Regions from separate parts of the Danio rerio genome. Here region 2 is linked to region 1. Evidence: chromatin contacts called from public HiCAR-type data. All regions are on one chromosome and are shown on one strand. The core of a region is the stretch at or near the end of the contact, and the rest is flanking DNA. Distances in the headings are between cores, read along the strand shown.

What was found. HiCAR-type assays count read pairs that join an accessible place to other places.
Region 2: a contact with region 1 is called in a HiCAR-type map of caudal fin, with 9 times the contacts expected there. The contact joins two enhancer-like sites. A contact is called at or near these places in 1 of 18 Hi-C or Micro-C datasets (caudal fin) and 1 of 4 datasets of contacts at active chromatin or transcription factors (caudal fin).

The regions. Positions count from the first base shown.
Region 1 is chr3:56,023,637-56,029,488 of GRCz12tu, reverse strand. shfl (shiftless antiviral inhibitor of ribosomal frameshifting) reads left to right here. Exons shown (of 10, transcript NM_001105527.1): 5 at 2,907-2,966; 6 at 3,067-3,102; 7 at 3,205-3,360. Among named protein-coding and RNA genes, the nearest start is that of shfl, 6.5 kb to the left of the region's middle. Within about 2 kb of position 3,343, at least 1 of the 62 cell types and tissues checked has an H3K27ac peak or open chromatin away from gene starts, as enhancers often do. A contact at or near this core is called in caudal fin, where this site is marked.
Region 2 is chr3:56,212,221-56,218,072 of GRCz12tu, reverse strand. It overlaps rdh8a (retinol dehydrogenase 8a), which reads left to right. Exons shown (of 6, transcript NM_200707.1): 6 at 3,339-4,111. The coding sequence ends at 3,566. Among named protein-coding and RNA genes, the nearest start is that of rdh8a, 32 kb to the left of the region's middle. Within about 2 kb of position 3,557, at least 4 of the 62 cell types and tissues checked have an H3K27ac peak or open chromatin away from gene starts, as enhancers often do. A contact at or near this core is called in caudal fin, where this site is marked.

The sequences.
Region 1 (5,852 bases), core at 2,094-4,593:
CACGCTTCAGTGAATCAAATTTATGAATGTATTTAAATTACTTCAAATTTATTAATAAAATGGGCATCACCGAGGTGCAGTGGGTAGCATGATCGCCTCACAGCAAGAAGGTCACTGGTTCAAGCCCCGACTGGGTCAGTTGGCATTTCTGTGTGGAGTTTGCATGGTCTCCCTGTGTTTGTGTGGATTTCCTCCAGGTGCTCCGGGTTTCCCCATAGTAAAAAGACATGCGGTATAGGTGAATGGAATAAGCTAAATTGGCCGTAGTGTATGGATGTGAATGGGAGTGTATGGGTGTTTCCCGGTGATGGATTGCTGCTGGAAGGTCATCCACTGTGTAAAACATATGCTGGATAAGTTGGCGGTTCATTCCGCTGTGTCGACCCCTGATTAATAAAGGGACTAAAAGAAAGTGAATGAATGAATAAAGTTTTCAGTGTTTTGAGGGTTATTTAGTAACTATTTTAGAGGCTACTGTAGGTTAAACTATACAAATTGTGTGTCTAATTTATTTTTATTTTTTTGTTAGGCTACATGCAGATACAAACATCTAGAACGCCAAGTTTCAGACAGTTGGATTGTATTTGTCCTAGCATTGGTTGGCTCGATTATCCATTCACAATAATATAAACCTTTGAGGGGCTCAAATGTAAATTTATATTATACAATTTAAATTATTAATATTTAAGATATAGATCAGAGAAAGCTATTTCTTACTTTTAAACAACTGACCCCCCATGGATTTTGTTTTGATGTCCTCACGGGGAGGATTAAGTGTAATGTAATGTAATGTGTATTTATATAGTGCATTTATTGTGTTTGGCCATACAGCCAAAGCACTTCACAGTCATTGGGGGCATTTTCAACAGCACCACCAGCATGCAGCATCCATGTGGATGATGTGAGGGCAGCCACAGATCAACGACGCCAGTGCGCTCACCACACACCAGCAATTGGTGGAGTGGAGAGAAAGTGATAGAGCTAGTTCGGTGGATGGGGGTGATTGGGAGGCTATAATGGTTATATAAATGGTATATATAAAGGCCCAAGGGTAGAATTTGGACAGGACTCCGGGGTTAAACCCCTACTATTTTTTTCGAAGGACATCCTGGGATTTTTAATGACCACAAACAGTCAGGACCTCAGTTTAACATCTCATTTGAAAGACGGCGCCTACTGACAGTATTGTGTCCCTTTAAGTATACTAGGGCAGTCAATCCTCCCAAACGCCCCTGTAATTCACACCCTGCTTATCCTTATTTTTACATATTTTAATTGTTTATTACTATTAATAAGAGAAGTGTAAGTAAATTATTCAATCCAAGATGTGAGCCAAAAATTTATTTTCAAGAAGTGCACCTTAAAGGATTAAAGGGATAGTTCACAGAAAAGGAAATTCTCCAATCTTTGACGCACTCCAAAATTTCTTTTGCTGCTTGTTCAAACCACCTAGCCTATTTAAAATGAGCAGAAACAACTTGAATCACTTGAATGTGCATTTGCGTTCCAAAAACGCGAGGCGCACTGCACTGCTAGGCAACAACTAAATCAGCTAGATATTTTGCGAGAGCGTTGCTGTTGATATTAATATAACTCTAATTCATTCATTCATTCATTTTCTTGACGGCTTAGTCCCTTTATTGATCTGGGGTCGCCACAGTGGAATGAACTACCAACTTATCCAGCAAGTTTTTACACAGCGGATGCCCTTCCAGCCGCAACCCATTTCTGGGAAACATCCACGCACACACTCATACACTACGGACAATTCAGCCTTCCCAATTCACCTGTACCGCATGTCTTTGGACTGTGGGGGAAACCGGAGCACCTGGAGGAAAACCACACGAATGCAGGGAGAACATGCAAACTCTACACAGAAACGCCAACTGAGCCGAGGATCGAAACAGCAACCTTCTTGCTGTGAGGCGAACGTGCTACCCACTGCGCCACTGCATCGCCTATAACTCTAAAATCTAAAAATATTGTGATATTCAAGATTTGTGAAGTCATACAGCTCCAGATAACAGCAACCACAAGTCTCTCCTCCATCTTCAAAAGTCTCCCTTGTTGTCTTGACAACATAAACACTGCAGGCACCTCAACGGAAACTCAGCCTCTGCTTTCATTTGATTAGAAAATGAAAAAAACGCGAGTGACGTAACACGCTTTTTCCACTCCAAGTTGACTTTTTTCAAGGGAGAGCGCACAGCGCGCAAGGGCAAAAACGCAAGGCGAAGCAGGCAGTTAAAAAGCAAGGCACTCATGGCACATAAGCAGTGTGCAACACGCTCGCGGCCATTAGTAAACCATTCAAAAAAGGCGCCTCTCAATGCATAAAGCACATTCTTTGTGATCGGCCCCTTAAAGTGTTTTTGGTGATAACTTAATTATTTTTGGTAAAATCCACTTAAATTGGTAAAAACTAACAAGTTAACTTCATTTCTTCATGTTGTGTCAACACATATCGATTGTGTGGAACCCAGCATTTTTAACAGTGCATCCTCAGCTCGTCTTAAACTAGTTTTCTTTTGTTCTGTTGATCACAAAAGATGATATTATGATGAATGTTGGAAACCAGTAACCTCTGGCTTGTACAGTACTTGTTTTTATTATCAGGAAGGTCAATGGTTTCCGACATTCTTCATTCTTCTAATCTTCTTTTGTGTTCAACAGAAACTCAAACAAGTTTGGAACAAGTGAAGGTTGAGTAAATAATGACTGAATTTTCACTTTTTGGTTGAACTATTCCTTTTACAAAGCGTAAATATCCTTGTATGTAAATGTAAATATAAATATGTCTTGTTACATGATTTCTGAAAACAAAAGTAGAAGGTATTGCTGTTTACCTTACAGTTTTTTAATTGTATAATGATGATAGTCAAGATGTGGTCGTCAAAAATTTATAGGTGGAGAAACATGCCAAGTCATCGTCCTCTGGATCCAGTGGTGCAGGACCATCCGCAAAAGTAAGATGTTGTTTTCAGTGTATGAACATCTACAGGATGAATAAATCATTGCATTACATTGTAGTATTTATGCATGACTCAAATTCCCCTTCTTTCTCAGGCAAAGAAACAACCAAGTGATGACCGGGATATAACGGTTAGTTGCTTTACATTATGTACTTAGTTTTAAACCCTGCCACAGTTGATATTGCAGTACTGTATGAGCATTGTGGACTAACATGCACAGACATGCTTGCAGGAGCTTGGGACGCGTCTAAGAGTTCTGCCATTAACAATGGAAAACAAGCAAATGTTTGACCAGGCGCAGGCAAACCAGATCCCGTCAGACACACATCAGTTTGCCTGTGAGTCATGTGACAGGGATTGGTGGCGACGTGTGCCCCAGAGGAAAAGGGTAAGATGTTGGACCACACCCTTAAAACTCAAATCAGGCTCAGTTAAATCAAGGGCTGTGCTGGTGAATGTCAGAGGTTTGAAGTGGGATAGTAAATAAATGAAAATCTGCAGTCAGTTCCATCAGGCCATCAAAAATGAGGGTCTTTTTGTCTTTAGTAGAACATTAAAGATCTCATGAAATCTAAACGAAATTTGGTATGTGGGATTAAGGCATAGGGACATAGCGATGAGCCCTTCTGAATAGAACAAACTGCTCAACACTAAACAACTTCTCTGTGCAAAGGATTAAGACAGCCAAAAAGTGGCTATGTTTACATGGACATGAGTTATCAAGTTATTTGCCTCAATATGAATAAAACAATAATATGATTAATATTATTGTTGGCCGGCAGCTAGCTCTCTGCAACTATCACATGGTCGCCCACTGAAGCTATGCAGGGCCATGCCCGGTCAGTACCTGGATGGGAGACCACATGGGACAGCTAGGTGGCTGTCAGAAGTGGTGTTAGTGAGGCCAGCAGGGGGCGCCCAACCTGTGGTCTGCGAGGGTCTTAATGCCCCAGGACATTGATGAAGACTCTATACTGCTCAGTGAGCGCCGTCTTTCGGATGAGACATTAAAGCGAGGTCCGGACTCTCTGTGGTTGTTAAAAATTCCAGGATGTCCTTCAATAAAAGAGTAGGGGTTTAACCCCGGCATCCTGGTCAAATTTGCCGACTATCCTCTGTCCATCATGGCCCTATATCATAATTGGCTTCATTACTCATTCATTAGTCTCCTCTCCACCAATCAGCTGGTGTGTGGTCTGACGCAATATGGCTGTCGTCGCATCATCCAGGTGGATGTTACACACTGGTGGTGGATGAGGAGATTGCCCCCTATTGTGTAAAGCACTTTGAGTATCTAGCGCTATATAAATTTAAGGAATTATTATTATTATTATTGAGGTGTTTACATGAGTTCCTTTCATGATTCTGTTTTACATGTTACAACACATAACTGGATTAGCTTCATTGCGTTCATCTGGGTACATTTTTTTCATGCCCCCATGACAAACAAGATATTGGATGCGACTAAACTGCTGGAAGAGTGTAGTTTTAATGGAATTTGATACCGCATGCCATGTGGAGGAAAAAGCTTCACGGTGTGTGTGTCTGTGATCCTTTACTGACTCGGTAGGTGCAGAGAATAGTCACATACTGTCACAAAATGCAGCAAAAACCCTACACGACAGTAATAGTTTGATTGCGGTGTTTACATGTCTGTACTGCACGTCAATAATGTAACTAAAATCGACGTACTCCACATGTCTTAATTCGATTTCTCTTTAGTTCGATTATGACTTTAACCGTGTTGTGAAATCTACTCATGAACCTTCCTCGTTTGACCACCAGAGGGAGCCATCGCCTGAGTTCTAATTTCCCCAATGCTCAACTGGGATTGATTACATACAGCTGAAACCAATTTCAGACTCTCTATATATACGCACACATCCTTCACTCGGTGCGAAGTTTTGATTATCACCATCATCTCTAAACGTTACCCTGTTGATTATTGCCTATCTGTGTATTGACCTGGACTGTCTTACCGTTTCCGAAGCTATCTGCCTGCCCTGACCACTGCATAGTTATATCGATTCCATCTGCCAGCCGCCTGCCCCTAATCTCCGCCTGTCTCTCGTTAAAGATTACTCTCTCCTAACCTCGACCCACGCCTGCTCTTCGACTATACTACTGGAAAGTTCCTATTTAATCTGATATTAAATGAGTTTCCACCTGTGAGTTATTACTGTTATTAAAGTGTGCATATGGATCCAGAAATGTCTGATGAATCATTACAAATCGGATTAATCAAAAATAAAACATTTCATGAAACTCCAAAGAAATGTGGATAGCGCAGTGACCCAATGATGTTAATTGAACTATGTGCTATAACATGTAAAACGGAATCATGAAAGGAACATTCAAAAAGCAACTCGTTTAAACGCCGTAATCTTTTTATTGTCTTAATTAGTTTAAGGCAAATAATTTGATTACTAATGTGCATGTAAAGCCACCGTCTATCAGTTGTACCTTTCAAAACCCTTCTTTCGAAGTAGCCAGTTTTAAGCACTTCGGTTTGTAACGACACTTCATTATGGCGGCCATGATACATCCTGCTTGGAATGCATTGCCAGTTTGCTGTAAGGTTGTCTAAAATTTGGATTTAGAAAATATATGCATTCAAAACGTGCACTCTCTCACTTGTTCCAATATGGATCCACCATTGTGATGACCTCACAATGCAGCTTCTCTTGAAATTTTCTGCCCAATCAAATGGCCTCTATAATTTGAAGCGACTTGTTCCTACTTTCAAACAAATGCTAAAGCTGCAGTTCACATGGACCACAAATGTATTGGACCCACAATTTTGGACTCTCAATTTTACACAGAATGCTTATGAAGATGAAGGTGACTTTTTTCTTCATTAGAACAATAAAGAAGATTTTT
Region 2 (5,852 bases), core at 2,308-4,807, 190 kb before region 1:
GCAGGGTTGGAACTAAACTGTGCAGGGCTTCGGCCCTCCAGGAATTGAGTTTGACACCCCTGCTTTAAAACATCACAATGTCCTTTCCTGCAATATCTGAATATATATTCTGTGCAAAATTCCTTATAAATATCCCGTACTTTTCAACGGTGGTTACAGAAAAAATTAAATATGTACACCTCTTAAAGTAACCCAAATAGTATTATATGTCTTAACGCTAAAAATAAAAATAAAATAAAAATACTGAAGTGAGGTTCGAACTCGGGTCTGCACCATCGTAACATATCGTATTGACCACTGGACCACTATGGTGCTATTATGCTGTGTTTGATGACTTAATCTTTTTCTCCCCTTTTCAAATTTCTGATCAAGTTATGTCAGATTTATTAATGTAGTTAATCGTCTGATTTTCATTGAGCAGGTGAAATATTCATTAACATTAATTATTCGAATTCTTATATTTACTAAGGTGGCGCTGTTTGGGGTCATCATTAACCTGAAGGCTTTATTTTGCTCTCGGGGCTGCGAGAAAATAAATAAAAAAAGAGCGGAGCTGCGGCAAAATGATGAATAAAAAAGTGAGGCTTTGGTCAAATAAATAAATAAATGAAAAAGTGTGACTGCTAAGAGTGCAAGCAGCTAAGGACACCGGCCCTTGCGGCCAAAAAAATTCTCCCAGTCCTCCCGATTAGCCAATCAGGGCCTGAGACTAAAGATAATCATTTTAAGACCAGCAAGAACAAACTTAAACCAGAAACCAGCATTAAAAGCTAGTGAAGACACTTACATTAAACTATTATGTAATATGCTTTAGCAACATCTAAACAGCATGCAAATAGGTTAAGTTTACCCATACAGTGACTCCTTGTGGTTCTGGTGGGTGTAATTTTGCAAAGTAGGATGTGATATTGGATCTACTGTATGTTGATCCTAGAATATAATCAATACCTAACCTTAAACCCAACCCTAACTGTAAATTATTCCCAAAATCAAATAATAGTTCGAAAACAATGATGTAGAAGCAAGGGTGTAGATTTGCTCTCGACATGGGTGGGGACATACAGTGCTCAACATATAAAAGTACACCCCTCACAAATTTCTCATTTTAATTCCTATTTTTATAGGAATATTTGTGCATATGCATGAGATTAGCCAGTACTGAAGCCAAATCTGAAGCTTATCTAACAAAAATAACTTATGCCAATAGTCCAAAAACTAGTGTTAGGGTTAAAAAAATTGAAGAGAAACAAAGATTTTGTTGAAATTTTGTAGTTTATAATTTCCCCCCAATATTTTGCTTGAATTTAAATGAATTATCTTCCTATTTCTAAAGACGATCAGTGACTTAAAACATTGTTTTAATAAATAAATCTGTTTAATAAATCTGTTTTGTTCAAATGCTCCAAAATATATGACCTATTTTCACTGAGAAATGGCTACAAATATTCATTTCCTAAAATTGGGTGTACTCAGTTATGCTGAGCACTGTACATCCCTATAGCGAATGGATAGAACAGAACAAATTCTCTTTCATGCTTTTTTAAAAAGCTTTAAACACTTAATAATATAAATAACAATTAATTAAACCCATCCCACGCTGCAAAAGTCAAATCACGTGATTGGAGAATCTGGCTTTGAGGAGGTATGAATGTAGAGTATAGAATATAGGGAATAGAGAGTTTTATCCTGATTATTATTTTTCAGAATCACAAAGACAAAATCAAAACTGAATTTCGATTAACTGCACAGCCTTGGTTAATATCATTATGTTGGACTCCAAGTAAACGTGACTCTTTGAAAACTAGCTACTTATGTCCACGTCTTGTACAGTAAAGGAAGACTGGAAAATCTCCTTGTTTTGCTGTAATTACAGCATAAATAGTGGGGACAGTTCAGTAATTGCTGAATATTGGTGGGGACACATCCCCTCCGTCCATGCCAAATCTACACCCCTGTGTAGAAGTACATAACCCTTAGACCCGTTGCCAGCCTGGTCAAAGGGGTGGTTCTTTTTTCTCAAAATATGGACCTTACAAACCTTATTTTATATTTAATTATGAGATTTAAATAGATTTTAAACACTATTTTTATCTGAATTAGCTTGTCGGATGGTCATCATAACCACACTTTTTGATGCACCAAAAAAATTTCCTTAAGATTTATAATAAAGAAATATTTATTTTTAAAATACAAATTTATTAAATCTTATATCATTAAAAAAAGTAACCCATTTTTTATTAAAAACAAGCCTATTGTTAATTATTAGGCAAATTATAAATAACAAATTGGCCAGCACATTAAACTTTATTCAGTCAGAATTTTTTTATTCTGTCATTTTGCCGGCAGCTAGCTCTCTGCATCTCTCACATGGTCACCCACTGACGCTAAGCAGGGCTGCGCCCGGTCAGTAACTGGATGGGAGACCACATGGGAAAAGCTAGGCTGCTGCCAAAAGTGGTGTCAGTGAGGCCAGCAGGGGGCGCCCAACCTGCAGTCTGTGTGGGTCCTAATGCCCCAGTATAGTGACGGGGACTCTATACTGCTCAGTGAGCGCCGTCTTTCGGATGAGACGTTAAACCGAGGTCCCGACTCTCTGTCGTTAAAACTCCCAGGATGTCCTACAAAAAGAGTAGGGGTTTAACCCTGGCATCCTGGCCAAATCTACCCACCGGTCTCTGTCCATCATGGCCTCCTAATCCTCCCCATATCATAAATGGCTTTATCACTCTGTCTCCTCCACACCAATCAGCTGGTGTGTGGTCTGGTGCAAAATGGCTGCAAAATCATCTAATAATCTTTTTGTTATATGAATAAGGTCCAAGATTTAGAAATAAATGTTACTTGTAAACTGTTTTCTCTATTTTTAAACAATATAGTAGTAATAGATGACCCACTTATGAAAGATTGTGTGTTTTCTTGCACAGCTGGATGTTGAAAATACTTGTTTGCATTGGTCAAAACAGATTAACTTAAGTCATGATAGCCAACACAGAATTCGGCTTGGTCTTAAAGCCTTTGCGATGGGTTATTTTCACTTTTGGGATGACATAGCAGTCAAAATAGGACAAATAAGCTCATGAATGGCACAAATTTTGGTTCTTTTGAACCACTCGAACCCCTCCTGGCTACGGGTCTGACCTTAATTGTAAGCCTAAACTGAACATAATCTTATTTTTTAATTCTGATCGGCTGATTGAAATGTTGTTCCAGGATCAACAAACTGTAGATGTTGATCCAGAAACATGTCCCACTCTGTGCTTCTAGTCTTAAATCTATTTAAATATCTGTACATTTTGTGAGTGTGTGTAAACACTAAATCTGTTGCCATTATTCACCAGTGCACCAAGAAAGTGATTGAAACCAGCCAGCCAAGATTCCGCAACCTGACCAACAGCCTCTACACGCCTATTGTAGCAATGAAATATGCGGATGAAACTGGAGGTCTGTCAGTGCAAACCTTCTACAACCTGCTCTTTAACTTCGGCTCACTGATGCACATATCCATGAGCATCCTCAAATGCCTGACATGCAACTGCCTGCGCAGACGCACCATATCTCCAGACTGAAGAGGGCAGCAGCGAGTCAAATTTCCCTCAGTTAAATCAGGACTCTACAAACTGGAGAACGCAAAACCTCAACAGAGTTTTCCACCATTAACACACAATATCTCTTTTCAGAAGGACAGCGTGCATGTATTGTGTTAGTGTGAATGCCGCTGTTCATCTAAACATCTCAGTTACTGTAAAACCAGTAGGCTGGTTAAGTTATTATCATGATGAAATATTTTACATGTGCTTAACAATGATAAATGGAATCAAACAGTGCAAAATGACAGACCAGTTCAAAAGCTAATTGTGATGCTTATGATGTTCATGATTTAAGTGAGAAGTAATCACATAGCTGCCTTTTTTGTACTAATGATTCACATTGGAATGCATCTGATGTTTTATTTGGTTATTTTGTTTTTCTTTTTAAGTCTTTTTTTAATATTAACTTGAACATTTTAGGTGGTCTCGAAGCTCTATTTAAAGAAGTGTTGATTCGGAAACTGAATAACTCATGCGATCAATTTGCTGAAGCCTGGGTGTGTATTAAAGTATAGTTTGACATTTTTTTATTGATTATATGACTCATATTCTAATTGTGGTTTCATTTTCTTGTTTTGAAATAATTTATTAGCTCCTTGGGAGTCTTAAGTTTAGAAAGAAACTGAAAAATTTGTTACCACCGGTAACCACCAGAGGGCGACAGAATACATCAGCAGATTAATGCATTGGCACACAGGAATAATATGGGATCTCTGGTCTCGTTTATTACAATGGGTGTTTCACAACTGGAAGGCTGGATATGTTTTTTTTTTTATGCTGGACATTTCTTTTGCTCTCAATTTTTGCACAATGATTTGTGGGTAACTGGAGGTTAGTCTAAACTTGATGCTTTCAAAGCAGATAGGGTGAGAATCAAAGGCTGCTTTCAAGGATACTTGATTCATCCCAGCAGGCACAGGACATCAACATGACGTCAGATTGACGTTGTCCCCCTTACGTTGTTTAAAAATGAAAATCAGGTTGACGTCAGAACCCAACGTCAGGCTGATGTCAATGTCCGACATCCGACAGACGTTGCATTTTAGTTTCAACACAAATATCAACCTCTAATAATGTTACAGCTTGATTATGTGTGGACGTTACCAACATGACGTCTATCAGACATTGGATTTTGATTGCCATACCTAAGGAATTATTGTCAGTTTTTGAAGTCAATCTGACATTGGTTTAAGACACAGGTGTCATTTCCAGTTCCTGGAGGGCCGCAGCTCTGCAGAGTTTAGTTCCAACCCTGCTTCAACACACTTACCTGTAGGTTCCAAACACGCTTGAAGGACTCAATTAGTTTGATCGGGTGTGTTTAATTAGAGTTTAAGCTAAATTGTGCAGAGCTGCAGCCCTCCAGGAACTGGATTTAACACCCTTGGTTAAGATGTTGATCTAATGTTGGATTTTGGTCAATTTCCAACCCTACCTAAAATCAACCAAAGATCAATGTCATTTCATGTCAAATTTGGATGCCAAAATAACATATTCCTTAGACGCTGGCAACCTAAATCTAACCTATTATTAATGTCATATGACGTTGTGTGGCTGCCTAGATCTGTAGACTTACATTTGAGAAAATAACCATGGCTATATACAAATATGTGTCCCTTGTAAGTGAAATACAGTACACGAGAACACAGTACACAGCATAGCACAGCACAACACTGGTACTGTAGGTAACATGGCAAATGTACTTTTGGACCAAATTCATATTAAACATTCATACTCTACAGAGCAGCCGTTTTCAACTTTAAGTCTGCTTTTCTGAAGAGTTTTGCTCCAATTAAATTTATAGTAATTCTAAAGATTACTTGAACTGGATCGAGTATGTTTGATTAGGGTTGTAGCTAAATTGGGAAGGTACAAGTTGAGAACCCATGATCCTTAATAATTTTTTATAGTAAGTATTAAGTGAATTCAGGTTTATAGCGCTTTTACAATGTGGACTGTGTCTAACCTGCTAACATAGAAGTTCTATGAAAATCCAGTTTTCAGAGTTTAGTTTAGTTCAGTTCAGTGTGGTTTAAATTTCATTGCTGAATGTTCAAACACTGGAGAGCAAATCCATTAATGTGCAGCTCTACAAGTCCCAAACCAAGCAAACCAGTGGTGACAGTGGCAAGGAAAAAACCTTCGCCAACTGACAAAGTGAAGGAAAAGAAACTCAAAAGAAAGCAGGCTCTGTTGGGCACACCACTTTTTTTCCTGGCACTTAAAGTACTTAACCCAGGGATGCACCTGGAGGGCCACTGCCCA